2 separate regions of the Triticum aestivum genome follow, and region 1 is linked to region 2. Evidence: chromatin contacts called from public Hi-C data. All regions are on one chromosome and are shown on one strand. Each heading gives the region's core, a stretch centred on a gene start, on an enhancer-like site or on the middle of the called end of the contact. The rest is flanking DNA. Distances are from core to core; before and after follow the strand shown.

Region 1 (7,283 bases), core at 4,370-6,869, 170 kb before region 2:
TATTACATCGGATAGAACTCCAAGAACATCGAGGAGAACATTGTATTGAAGATCAAAGAGAGAGAGAAGAAGCCATCTAGCTACTAGCTATGGACCCGTAGGCCTGTGGTAAACTACTCACGCTTCATCGGAAGGGCAACAAGGTTGATGTAGGTGCCCTCCGTGATCGAATCCCCCTCCGGCAGGGTGCCGGAAAAGGCCCCAAGATGGGATCTCACGGGAACAGAGGCTTGCGGCGTCGGAAGAGTATTTTGGTGGACGCTTCTGTTGGTTTTGGGAATATTTGGGAATTTATGGTGCAAGAATTAGGGTTGGAGGACTACCGAGGGGCCCACAAACCCTCAGGGCGACCCCCCCTAGGGTGCGCCTGGGGGGCTTGTGGCCTCCTCGGCCATCTTCTGACCCCTCTCCAAGTTTCGTGGATGTCTTCGGGTCCAAGAAAAATCATCGTAAAGTTTTATTCCGTTTGGACTCTGTTTGATATTCTTTTTTGTAAAACTCAAAAACAAGAAGAAAAAAAACAGAAACTGACACTGGGCTCTAGGTTAATAGGTTAGTCTCAAAAATAATAAAAAATAGTGAAAACATCTTGTTTTGGTTGGAGATGACTGTCAACTGAGTGCAATGGTAATACTGTCTGAATTGCCCCACCCTCTTTATAAACCCTCTTTATACTGTCTGATTTCACCTCTTAGTCATTGTTGCATTTACCAGAAGATAAACTGCTATTTTTCCTTGAGAAATATTGTAACAGGCATATCTTTCCTTATATTCCATTGTTAATGATCTGTTTTTGATAATTTCAATTCTTAATTTTCATTGTTTATCTCTATGTATGCGAAAAGCTGGATTTGCGACAAGTTTATTTGGGAGAATAGTTGTGCTCAAAGTTAATAGACATTTGTTGAACATATAGTATCATATGAATCCTTCTATCAGCTTATTTCCAAATGTTCAATTCTATGAGAGGAATTAGCACGGCGGCCTAGTTCAAGGTGTACTTCCATGCCGGTGGTTGAGCTCGACGGCAATCCGACACAGACGGCGTCCACCAACAACTCCTCCTCCAAGGACAAAGTGGGCCACACGTAACAGACATGTGTACAAATTTGCTTTTTCATGTCATTTATTTACTGATAATTCATGTTTGGCCTTAATTCTTGCCTTTTGTTTGTAATAGTTGTTCATAGGGTGAAATTTCTTCATGACGTTGGTTCGTTTGCATAGCCAAATTGTAATGTTTATATTTTATCACTCTCTATCGTTGGATAGAAATATATTATTTAATGTCCTTGTCCTCATTTTGCTCTCTTGAACCACAGAGTTTCTTGGCGTCATGTACCTTTATGGTGAAGCTTTCCCTTCTTTTACTCTTACATATACATACGCTATTGAACTAAGCTACCTGCGCATAGAAACCAGAGGTCATGATTAGGAATATTGCTGACGAGGCGTGTATATGGAGACCCCCGTGGAGAATTGGTGTTGTAGGTGCCATGGGCAGGGGCAAAATTCTGCGAAATGCAATATGGAGTTGTCTGTTGACCCCCTGGACTAGACACGTATAGTTAGTTTTCATTTTGCTTCAATCACATGGCGTCACATGTCAGTATGTCCTTGCATGCTATGTAACGGTTAGTCATAAGTGGGGTAATGTTTTGTTTATATCTAATGTAGAATCGTGCTATTTGGGAGGTATAAATAGATTGTTTTATAGGTTTTAAAATGCATATTTAATTATTTTCTATACGTTGCAATGCAGCCCATTTGATATTTTTTAGGCTGTATGATGTTTTTTGTTCCGTTGCAACGTACGGACATATTTACTATTCCCTCCGTCCTAAAATAAGTGACTCAACTTTGTACTAACTTTAGTACAAAATTGAGTCACTTATTTTGGGACGGAGAGAGTAGTTATTTCTAATTAATAAAAATATTATTGATGTTTTTTTAAGGAAAAAAAGTGATTTTGAGCAAACGCACATACCGGGGAAGATGAAAGGTAAACGTTTACACCTGGCGCGCCGGCCGAACTTTGAGCCGGACGCACGCGGGCCATCAAATGGAACCTGATCGAATAGCCTACACGAATGCTTATCCCCTCGCGAAGCTTCTCCAACCTTATCCTATCACTCGACCAGGCCGCATCTTGGGCTGCTCTCGTCCACCCACTTGCTTCTCCCTTATCTCCTACCTCTTTCCTTTTTCCTCCTCACGCTACACATATCTTCACCTACCTCTTCTCACAGCCATGGTACCAAGGGAAGAGGTGGCTGCTGCAGCAAACCCATGAGAGATTCGGTGCCCGGCGGTTGCTGGGACTGTTGGTTGCCGGCGTTGGAACCCCTTGAGGTTTCGGTGCTGGGACCAGCGAACATCGGTGCTGCTGCCGGCTTCGTGGAGGGCGCTGGACCCGGCAGGGATGCATTTTTTTGCGCCAAACGGCGCGATGCTACAACTGGTGTTTTGTTTTGCTACCACCATCGGATTTTTTTGCTGGAACTGGCGATCGTTTTTTCTGGAGATTTGCAACTCGCTATCTTGTTTTGGTACATCCCGTATCGATTTTTGCTACAACCGGTGACAGTTTTTGCTGGAACCCGGCGACAGATTTTTTGGGATGCAATCGGTGGTGCGCCCGTGCAGCGCGGCGACAGGCGATGCGATGCTACAACCGGTGATTTTCTTTGCTAGAACCAGTGATTCAATTTTCTGGAACCTGTGATCCAATTTGCTGGAACTAGGAAGACACAAATTTCTGCTGGAATCTATGATGCAATTTGCTGGAAGCGGTGAGTTGTTTTGCCGGAACCGACAACGTCAGTTGTTGCGATGGGCAAGGTCAATTTTGCTGGAAAACGAGATGCGGCGGCAACCGAACTGGGAGCGGCACCATTACAGCTGCATCGGGATATAATTTTTGCTGGAACCCGCATAGTTTTTTGCTGCTACCGGCAAACCAATGGTGTTCTGTTTTTGTTGAGATTTTTCTTGCTGGGAAACACAGCGGCCGATGACGGCGACGAGCGGAGGCGGCGACGGGCGGCTCGGGTCGCCGGCAAGCGTGGGAGACGAGGGGAGGAACGCGCCGGCCGGTTGGGGACTTTTTTTTTTCAGATCCCGTGCGAAGGGAAGAACAAGAGGAAATCGGGATCTGACGGTTGTAGTAGGTCAAATTGGATGGTAGCGCGACGACCGGCCCAAATTTGAGCCGGCGCACCGGCGCAGAGTACTGCCGGAGAGGAAAAGCATCGGTAGCCCGCGATGCAATTCACTGAGCACCGCAGAGACTGAGAGAGAGGTATAGCGCGTACAGGCAAGTGCTGCGATATTGGAGAAAGTGGATCTCCCGGGCCCCCTCACGCATGAGCGCGTCGTGGGCCTGGGCCGAGAGCACGCGCTCGCTCGCGCCTCTTCCGCACCGATCAGTTTCCTCTCGGTTGCCTGAAGAAAAACCCAACTTCCTCTCTGAATGGGAAAAAAAACGCTCGTGAAAGGAACGCGTCACTTTGCCTCGCGACTGACCACCCTCCGTCGTTGCGGTGGTCGTCGCGAGTCGCCGTGAAAGTTCACCGTTCGTGAGCGGCAACGAAAATGCGGAGCAAACCAAAGTGGCACAGGACAAACACCACAGTCGACAGTCGTTTCCCATTTCGATTTGAGAGTTCAGTCGCAGCAACAGTACATAGAACACGAGCCTCATGAGTCATGATACAAACCAAAGCACGATGGAAATTCTCTTGCTTTTTTGTCTGGAACTGGCGTATGGCTCCTGCAGCTCCCTTGGCCTCCACGAAAGGCCCCGTCAACGTGCACAAGCAGAAAATTCACCGCGTGCTACGAGCCAAACGAACCTCCGGACGATTCGCTTTTCGCGTCACACGATCTGTACTAGAATCCAAACGGCCTCGCACTGTATGTGCGTACGTACGTGATGAAGTTCTGTACGACCCGTTCTCTCTCGCGTGAACGTACTGGTAGTGGTAGTACAGTACGTAAGCACACGTAGCTCACAGGACAGGTGGCGGCACACCACGTCGCCGTCGGGGAGGACGGCCGCTGACGTACGTACCACCTGCCCAGCTGAACCATTCACGTTTCGAGCGACAACAGTACTCCAAATACAGTACCAGCACTTCTATAGATCCATCTACCTTGTGCAACAAAAAATTTGAGTTGTCCTGTGCTAATTTTTGTGGGATTATACAGAAGAAGCCCAACGGCTAGAAAGGAAATAAAACTTTCTTTTTTTTAGATGGCCAGGATCACAACCATATTTTTCCCAAGGTTTAGTAGTGTTAGTCTTCAACATCAAAGTACTAGTATTCTAAAATTATTACAAACGGCACAAATAGGAAAATATGCCTACATGATCTATTATTGAGTTGTCATCCAAACCGGTTCAATGTACCCCGTGCTACCATCTTTCATGTACCTAGAGACAATAAGCTCTCGCACTTTCGCGTGTTGCACCATTGACCACATACAAATATTCATATAGCATGGAAAATAATCTATAAAATATTGTGGACTTTCACTCTGTTAAAAATACAATCGTTAGGGTAATTCCAAATAGTCCAAAACAAAGCAAAAAATACCAACGCAGTTCCAAATACGTGTACTTATTACACCGTGTAGTCACCTCTGCTGCTAAGATCGACGACTCAGTTGCAGCGGTGGTCTAGGATTTGGCAATGTAAAGGCAACCGTGGACAACATTCCAACGGCTAGGGAAAAAAATTATACACTGCACCAAAATCAGTATGATGGACAAACATTACACTAGTAAAAATATAACTTGTAAACTGTTTGCGGGGCCATGACCCCGCCCCTAGATCCGCCACTGCTCGGCCGTTGAGACCTCGTAGAACGACTAGGGTTAGAGAGACGGCTAGAACAAGATAACACTCCAATGTTAATCATTGCTGGTTTCAAGAAAGGGGTGACTTAACGACATCATCGACCAGAGATGAGGTCGACTGTTTGCTCGTGTAGCCTCGTGGGGTCCGGCCAGGCATGTCCGAAACTCAATCGAGAAAGAAAAAAAAAATAGAGCTGCCACTATACCGCAAACACCTATCGTTCCATGACACGCAAACATACATGTAGAAGTTGAATCAAAATTCAAGATCGTCTGTCATGACGTCTACGAAAACAAGGTAAAGGCCAGAAGGACAGCCCTCGCCGTGTTTTAGACTTTGGAAAAAGAAAGAAAGAAAACTCTTTTGTAATCAGAAAGCCACTCCATTGCGCGTGCGCTACGATTTACTGTAGCTAGCGAGCCGGGCAATCCGACCGGTGGAGGAAAAGGGAGAGCAATGACGACGGGTTCACCTTTGCATGACATGACATGACACGGCCAGCCGCGGCGACAGTAACACCCATCAACTCAACGCGGTGATGACGTCCCAGGCGAGCGAGCGGGCGGGCGTAACCAGCACTCCCCGCCCGCAAACAGCAGCGGCGGCAGAAACTTACCGCCACGCGCACCGCGGTTGTGGATCGGATCGGGCGGCCGGCACCGCCTGACGCGCGGGGTGGGGCCGCTTGCCTTCTACCTTTCCTTCCACCCGCTCCCCACCCCCCGCCTATTTATCCCCGCCCGCGCCGCACTGCCGTTTTGTTTCGTCTCGATTCGCTTGGTTTTTCTCGCAGAGCCCGCGCCGTCAAACACCCACGCTCCCCCGCTCGCTCGCGCCAACACGTGTAGGAGACCCGGAGAAGAGGGAGGCAGAGAGGAAGAGTCTAGAAATCTCTCGGAGAGCGTAGCTAGCCAGCCTCGTCGGTTTCTATGGGGGCGGGGAAGGAGGCTCCCGGCGGCGTCGAGGGCGCCGCCGAGCCGCCGCCGCCGGTCGTGCTCAAGATGGTCTTGCATTGCGCCGGCTGCGCCAAGAAGGTCCGGAACAGCATCAAGAGCATGCCTGGTACGCGCCCGCTCCATCCCGCCGCCAATTTCTTCTGCCCTTCTCTGCATTTTGTTCGGTCTGGTGGCTGATTCGTGTGCTCCGGGCTTGTCGCGCAGGTGTGCAGTCGGTGGTGGCCGACGTCGCGGCGAACAGGGTGGTCGTGGCGGGGACGGCCGACGCGGCCGCGCTCAAGGCGCGGATCGAGTCCCGGACCAAGAAGCCCGTCGAGATCGTCTCCTCCGGCGCCGGCGCCGGCCCGGCCAAGCCCGCAGCAGCCCCCGCCGCGGCCGAGAAGAAGAGCCCCGACAAGGAGGGCGACAAGAAGAATCCCGACATGGGCACCGGCGGAGCCGACAAGGGGGATAAGGCCGGCGCCTCCAAGCCGCAGCCGCCCAAAGAGGAAGACGCGGCCAAGAAGCAACCGCCCACCCCCACCCCCACCGAGGAGAAGAAGCCCACGGAGCTCCAGGTCGGTACACAACACACGCAGCAAATCCTGCCCCCACGCAATACTCTGCTCCCAACCACCACGCCCGTCCCACCGACCTCGCGACTCACGATGTCTCCGCTTCGATTTTGCTTTCGCAGGAGACCACGGTGCTGCTCAAGATCCGCCTCCACTGCGACGGCTGCGCCGACCGCATCAGACGCCGAATATACAAAATCAAAGGTGCGGTTTTGCCGGGATTCTTCTTGGTTCTTCGAATCCGGTCTGTTCTGCTGTTAATTTTGTGTCCTCCGTTCGAAATTGACGATGTTCTGTGTGTCTTGTCTCTTCCAGGGGTCAAACATGTGGAGCTGGAGGGCAATGCCAAGGACGAGGTGAAGGTCACGGGCACCATGGACGTCCCCGCCATGGTGGCGTACCTCACAGAGAAGCTCAACCGCGCCGTCGAGGCCGTCGCGCCCGGCAAGAAGGACAAGGGCGCCGGCGACGAGAAGAAGGACAACAAGGGCGCCGGCGACGGCGAGAAGAAGAAAGACAAAGCGGCGGCCGGCGACCACGTCGTCATGAGCCAGGACAAGGGGAAAGGCATCGAGGTGGCGGGCCCGTCCATGGCGTCGGCCGCGGCCTCCGTGGCGCCCGCGCCGGTCCAGGCGAGGACGCACCACGTCTCGCCGTACGGCCAAGTCCCGTACCCGCAGCCGCAGGGCCCCCCGCCCAGCTACTACAGCCCCTACGGCGGCAATGCCGACGGCGCGGGGTACGCCGGCGCCGGCGGCTACTACCAACAACAACAACACCCCAGCGCCAACGCCGGCGGCTACTACCAGCAGCAGCACCCGGGCGGCGACGCCGGCAGCTACTACCAGCAACCAAGAGAGGCCGGCAGCTACTACCAGCAGCAGCAGCCCAGCTCAGGCGGCTACTACCAG
Region 2 (6,859 bases), core at 407-2,906:
TTTCTTCAGAAACATGACAGTTTGTGTTGCTCTGTTCTTACCTGAATGCCCCTCCTGTCCAGGGTCTTCTTGAGCTCGTCCAGCATGCCCCTCCTGACGATGCTGCTGATGGCTGCTGCGTCCAGATAGAACAAGTTTCAGACATGCTCTGCTTGAGATGCTCACGTGTGGGCAAAATTTCACACCAAGTTGCTGTAACTTACCACCCATGTCAAGGACGATGTACTGCACGCCGGTCTTGCCCTTGGCACTGGTCCGTTCGTGTGATCCTCTCGCGCGTGTTACCGGAGTTGGCGAAGTAGATGGGCGAGTCCCCCCGTTCTTTCGTCGAAGCGCCGAATCTGAAGGCTCGGCGGCCAGGAAATGGCACAACGGCTCACTGCATTCACAAAAGCAGAGTGATATACTTCCTGCTGGCTTCCTCACTGAGAATCTGCAACCCCACAAAATATGAGTCACACACAGTATATGCTTTTTAGTCAAAAAATGCAGAATTAGCAGAGCACGTTATTTCACTGGAGCCATGGCCGGAGCTGATCAACGAGACTACGAACACGGTCGTAGCAGGCATCTTCCTTTATAACAGCAATGAGATTAGACTTGAAGAAAATATCAGATGCAGCAAACAGCCTCACAGTGCAGTGCAACAAAAACTTGCCATGAAGACTTGAACTGTGTGTCCTCCTACGGCTGGGACGAGGGGAGGAGGCCTCGCCGCGCCAACGCAGGATCCGGAGCGCCACCCAGCGAGCCTGCTGGTGGTGGGTTGCTGCTCGCCGAACTCTCCGGCGAGCGTGCTGGTGGTGAGCCTCCGCCTCTCCCCTGCACGCCGCCCTTCTCCATCGAGCCTGCTGCTGCTCGCCGCACTCCCCGACGAGCGTGCTGGTGCTGACACTGAGCTCGTCCGGCGAGCATCTGCCTCTCCCCCGCCTTCGGCCCGATTTCGGCCAGATCCGGCCCCTGCACCACCGGTGAAACTTCTCCCCGTCGCCGCCCGCCTCGTCACCGACGCATGCCCGCCTCGTCGCCGGCGCTTGGTCACTTCTCTCTTCTGTCCCGCAGCGAGGAGAGTGGGTGGGGGCGGTGGAGGGAGAGGGAAATGAATAGAGTAGTGGGCACGCGTGTGCGCGGAGGAAAAGGTTCGCGGCGGCCCTTGATTTTCCCGAACGAAAAAAATAAATGACGTGGCAATTCTGACGTGCTTTAAGATTTGTGTTGAAATCCTGCGGTGGAAAGGGCGTTCGGGACGAGACTCTAGAACATGGCACGTTCGGGAGTTATTGATTCCTTTTTTTTGGGTACCTGCCTCCTTAGCTGTTCTAGCAAAAAATATCTGCTAATTGGGCCTTGCAAGCCCACAGTTTTATTTTTGTGTCTAGAGTTTGGAGCGCTGCTTAGGCCTTGTACAATGGGAGATACTTAGAGAGGTGCTTAGAAAAATAAACCGATTTTTTTAAGCACCGGTGCCTATTTCTACAGAAGTGACGCTTAGTTAAGCGTCTATCCTGTGCAAATAAACACCGGTGCTTAAAGAAAACCTGATTTATTTCTCTAAACACATCCCCTAAGCACCTCCACAAGGCCCGGCCCGGTAACCCAGTCCAGCATAATAAATTTCAGATCACTTGGATTTCGCACGGCGTGAGACTGACAGACGTAGCCCGGGTGGGCAAAACGACTCGTCACCCCCGCCTCTCTTTCCCCAAGCAGCAAAGCATCGCGTGCGACACGGGCACGACGACAGACAGAGCCTTCGACCGGACCAACAAACGAACTGTGCCCGCGACTGCGAGCGAGCGAGCGAACCGAGGAGGACAGCGCAACCGCCGGATCGATCCGTCCCCCCGCCGATCGCCACCGTTCCCCGGAGACTCCGCACGAACCCGGCCGAAGGCGCCGGCCATGGGCTGCTCCTCCTCCGTGCCAGGTCGGTTCCCCTCTCCCGCGCCCCCCCCCCCCCCCCCCCCCCCCCCCCCCCCCTTCCGGATGGAAGTCGCCGCGCACCCTTTGATGCGGGTGCTGTGGTCGCCGGAGTTTAGGTTAGAGGATCCGTGATGTTCTGTGGGGGGTTTAATTTGGACCCCGATTAGTGCCCCAGGCCACGGCGTCTGGCGTTCGGCCACGCATTTTCTTAATTTCTAGGGTTTGGAGCGTTGCTTAGTGGTAGATTTGTATGAGTGATTCCTTGGAACGGCGTGTCTGCGTGCTATTCCCAGACTTTGTGTGTGGATGTGTACGAGTCGGGAGCGGGGTAGCTTGCATCCGGGGCAGAAGAATTAGGCACTTGCCCACTTTAGCGTCATGTCTTAACACACAACTATTTTTGTCTTGCAGCTAGAAGCACCGGAGGGCTGAACAATATCAACGGCAGCTCTTCTGCTGCTGATTCAAATGACTTGCGTGCCAAGGTACTTTTTCTATCCTTTGGGCTGCTTTTATTCACGTTGCTTGTGGTATCGGCACAAGCAATTGTGACTGTAGTTTCACATTCGTATGACATTACAGCCAACATTTGATACCCACTGCACGGTTATATAGACAGGATGGCCTCTGACCAGATTCAGATATACGAAATCCCGGAAACAACATTCCAAACATAGCTAGTATTTTTTTCCCCTACAATCTTGAGACCTGGGTAATTTCCTCTGGGTGTAGTGTATAGTCATATGTACTCCTACTATACATCCCTTCAGTAAAATACATTAGAAATATGTTAATTACGGCTGTATTGTCTACTTGTATGTACTGTAATATCTATATTTTCTGGCATATGTGTGAAACCAGAAATCATTTTGTTGTGGAGAAGCTCTGTGGTACAAGGTTGGAATTATGCGATTGCTCAACTCAATATTTGAAATGTAGGATAACTGGGGTCATACTGTACCGATTTGGTTATTTCTGTGCCTAATCAAATAAAAAGCTTTCAACTGCTTCATCTGACTGCTCTATCTAATTCACAATTAATGTGGTATAACGCACATACCAGGGTACCACTATGCTGAGTAGCACTGATCCCCATTGTAGCAGTATATATGCATACATTTAGCTTGTTTCCGCGTGGATGCTTTTTAAAAATAGGCATAGTCCAGGATCAAGGTGCCGCATTGCGCTTGTTTGCATGTTCTGTGCAATCAATATTCCACATGAGATGTTAGCCATACCAGTTGTTGCATTTACATGTTTTGGCAACCTTCAAAGGGTCACATTGCGTGAAACATTTTCTCATCTTACGCAAAATATGTCACAGTGGCCTTGTTGTTTGGAGAGACTCCTATTTTGTTCATTCTGCGAATGTGATTCTCTCTTGATAGTGTGCTGATATAACAGAAGCAGAAATATTTCTGTACCAGAATACCAAAAGAACAACAAACCTGAAACTAGCAAACCTAATCAAGAGAGCAAAAACTTGAGCCAAAAAGAAGAAGAAATGAACTAGAAAGTTATCAAACTCGCTAGTTGCTTGGACGGTTGGAACGTAGGTTCTGCTTGACATATTTATGCATATGGATGATTGCACACTCTCTTTACGTCAATCAACCCATTTATTGCATCGTCGTCCCTGCTGAACACATTTTACCGCGTCAAATGATAATTAGTGACTCTGTTTGATGTTTCCATTGTCTTCATGTTGCAGTTGGTATTGCTTGGAGATTCTGGTGTTGGAAAAAGCTGCATCGTTCTTCGGTTTGTCCGCGGTCAGTTCGATCCAACTTCCAAGGTGTGACTGAGCTGCAGATGAAAATGTTACTTTCACCTTCGATGCAATTCCCTCGCTCCATAAGCTCCATTGTTTAAGTTATTTGTAAATAATTTTAGGTAACTGTTGGTGCATCATTTTTATCACAAACATTGGCGTTGGAGGATTCGACAATAGTGAAGTTTGAAATCTGGGATACTGCTGGACAAGAGAGGTACATATCTGGTGCTTTAGTTATCCTATATAATGTTAGGTAATAACATGTTGTTGATGAAGTGAAAAGCATTGTTTATGTTTTCTCCACAGGCTTAGTAATATTTCACATGAATTTTTTACTTGGTTGCACCCCATGCATTTCTTTTTCAACCAATAAATCAGGACTCATGTGGGAACTTTTCAATTTCAGATATGCTGCCTTGGCACCCCTTTACTACAGAGGAGCTGCTGCTGCGGTTGTTGTCTATGACATAACTAGTCCAGAATCATTCAAGAAAGCACAATATTGGGTGAAGGTAAACTATGCTAAGTCTCTTTATTCTGATGTTTTGTGGATCGGTTTTGTTGTTCTTTCCTTCAGTGCTGGATTTGTATATGTGCTCAAAACTCTACTGTAGTGAAGGTCTGTATTGTACTGTAAGACTGCTGATAGACTAGAAGTATATTGGAGATTACCATCCACTATTTGAAGAACTACGACTTAACAACATTGCAAATGAGCATAATCGAAGCGCTTTTGATTTACTTCTGCGCACACCTGACAAATATTATTATCAACTTATTTTGTTGATTATAATAGATTATCATAGAGTTGTGAATTCAGTTATGCTTCCCACTGTTTCTTTTTTGTTTGAGATTGAATTGTTTGTATTCATAATTTCCTTTCTATTTTGTACCCTGCAGGAACTTCAAAAACATGGTAGTCCTGGTATTGTCATGGTTTTGGTTGGTAATAAAGCTGATCTACATGAAAGTCGAAGTGTACCTTCTCAGGTACTGTTTTACACTTAACAGTGAAGTTGGGATAAATACTTAATGTGCTGTAAAATTATCTGATGATGCTGTACACTTTCTGAAGGAGGCACAAGAGTATGCAGAGAAGAACAGCATGTTATTCATGGAGACGTCAGCAAAAACATCTGATAATATAAATCAAGTATTTGAGGTATGCCCTCTGAGGAGGCTATTTGGTTTCACGTAATGCAGAAGATGAAAAGAAACGAGTAAAGCTAGCACATAACAAACCCTACTGATAATTGCTAGTGGTATTCTAGCAAAATAATCAAGCTAGCAACATTACAAACCCTACTGATAATTGCTAGTGGTATTCTAGCAAAATAATCAAGCTAGCAACATTACAAACCCTTGAATTCCTTGAATTTTTGAAGTTTCTTGTGAAACAAATCATTATCAATCATCAAATGGAAAGAAACTGCATCAGATCATCAATGTCAATCCATGACCATCTCATTTTGATATGCTCGTTCTCAGTTGAATTTTCGCAAACAGTATGACGTACATATTTTTTCCAAATGATTCCCTTGTGTTAACTTTTCATTAAGCTTCATATGTGTACTTAATTTTTGTCGTCAACACACACCTAATAATACTTTGTTCATGGGACAGGAAATCGCGAAGAGGTTGCCCAAGCCAACGGCGTCCTGATAAATAAATAGCTCTCGTGTACTATATTGAGATGGAGTGACACGCTTACAAGTCTGTACCATGTAATGCATGTAAATGCCCGAGGTTAAACTGGGCATTTGATTGGAAATCGAGGATAATGTAAAGCTAGCTTATATTTCATTGTGTTAAAGTGCAAGTATTGCGCAAATAAATGGTGTTAACTGTGGATAGATCTTTGTCTGGTTTATGATCTGGAGATGGTCCATAGCCGGCCTAGCTGTGAAGTTGCTGCCCATTACTCCAGTATAATTATATTTAGTAGATCAACCAAGCATATCCATATTTGTTTTTCTTGTGTATCAGTACATGTTATGGTTGTCTCAGGCACGCATGATTACACGAAAAGATGATTTCTAAGTGTAACAAAATCACAAGGGTTTGCATACAAGACGAGCCCAACAACAACAGAGTGTGCCGTTTCATAGGATTTTTTTCAGAGCAACTATCTTGCTGTCTACAGGTTGGATCGATTAGTAGGTAATACAAAATATCTTTTGGTGTGTACGGTCCAATGATGATCGGGGCATTTGGGCTCACAAGAATCAATCAAGAGACGAAGAGCACAAAATAAAATCCGTTGCGCGTGCAATTTCCTCAACAATCTTACTGAAACCTGCAAATCAGTCGTATACCATCTCCAGTGTGAGTCGCGTGTCTGAAGAACATAATAATAAAGAGAAGAATCAGAATCCGATTCCACCAACAAGGCCGGCCGGCCGGATCTCCTCTAGTCCTTGTAGTAGAAGAGAAGGTATCCTGGATAGTCCTGGCCATGGGAAGCCCGGACCGGCCGGCCCGACGCTGCTCCCGGCCGGGCTCGGGCCTAGATTTTGAGCCTGATGGCCGGGCCGGGCCGGGCTTAGGCCCATCGTTTTTGTGCTTTTCTAAAGAGGCCCAGCCCGAGGCCTGAGGCCCGGCGGGCTTTTACGCGTTTGGGCCGGGCTTGGGCCCAAAAACCAGGCCCGATTGGCCGGCCCGGGCCGGGCCCGGGCCTAGGTTTTTTGCCTCGTGCTTGGCTAGGCCCGGCCCGAAGCCCGGTCCGGCTTGAGGTTTGGCCAGGTATAATCCTGGATGTCTCCCCCTCAAGCGTTTGAGCATCTTCAACGGATAGTGTATAATAGGGCAAGTGCTCAAAAATCTACTTTTTAGGGTATTTGAACCAAAGACAGTGTTTCAACAGATGATGTGTCTGTAAATGACATTGCCCCTTTTTTTGGCAACTTCATATTTTAGTCCCAAGTGTTGCATATTTGCAGCGCTCCACCTAGCTGCCGCAAAAACGTCTGCAGCCACGCGCATCCCAACTGCCACGCTGAAAATTGTCACTACCGCACCCGCCTCTCCCCTATGATTGCCGTCGGCGGGATCTCACCATTCCACGCCAACGTCGTGAATCCGCTATCCTCTCTGGGGCTACCCGCAACTCCGCTGCCCAATCCCACCCCTCCGGACGGTCGCAATAGCCCCGTCGCAGTCGCC

Evidence for each region. A called contact is a pair of places that touch in the nucleus more often than the background predicts.
Region 1: a Hi-C map of leaf shows a contact between it and region 2, with 4 times the contacts expected there. The contact joins the promoter of LOC123098439 here to the promoter of LOC123098437 in region 2. A contact is called at or near these places in 2 of 5 Hi-C or Micro-C datasets (both in leaf).

Annotation. Positions count from the first base shown.
Region 1 is chr4D:439,522,393-439,529,675 of IWGSC CS RefSeq v2.1, reverse strand. LOC123098439 (heavy metal-associated isoprenylated plant protein 6) reads left to right here and starts at 5,619. Exons shown (of 4, transcript XM_044520423.1): 1 at 5,619-5,924; 2 at 6,023-6,375; 3 at 6,495-6,576; 4 at 6,688-7,283. The coding sequence starts at 5,792.
Region 2 is chr4D:439,351,726-439,358,584 of IWGSC CS RefSeq v2.1, reverse strand. It overlaps LOC123098437 (ras-related protein RABF1), which reads left to right and starts at 1,656. Exons shown (of 8, transcript XM_044520422.1): 1 at 1,656-1,927; 2 at 2,335-2,408; 3 at 3,635-3,718; 4 at 3,817-3,911; 5 at 4,104-4,209; 6 at 4,598-4,687; 7 at 4,773-4,859; 8 at 5,321-5,654. The coding sequence starts at 1,903. The coding sequence ends at 5,359. LOC123098438 (a long non-coding RNA gene) reads right to left here and starts at 1,103. Exons shown (of 4, transcript XR_006447781.1): 1 at 204-1,103; 2 at 42-115.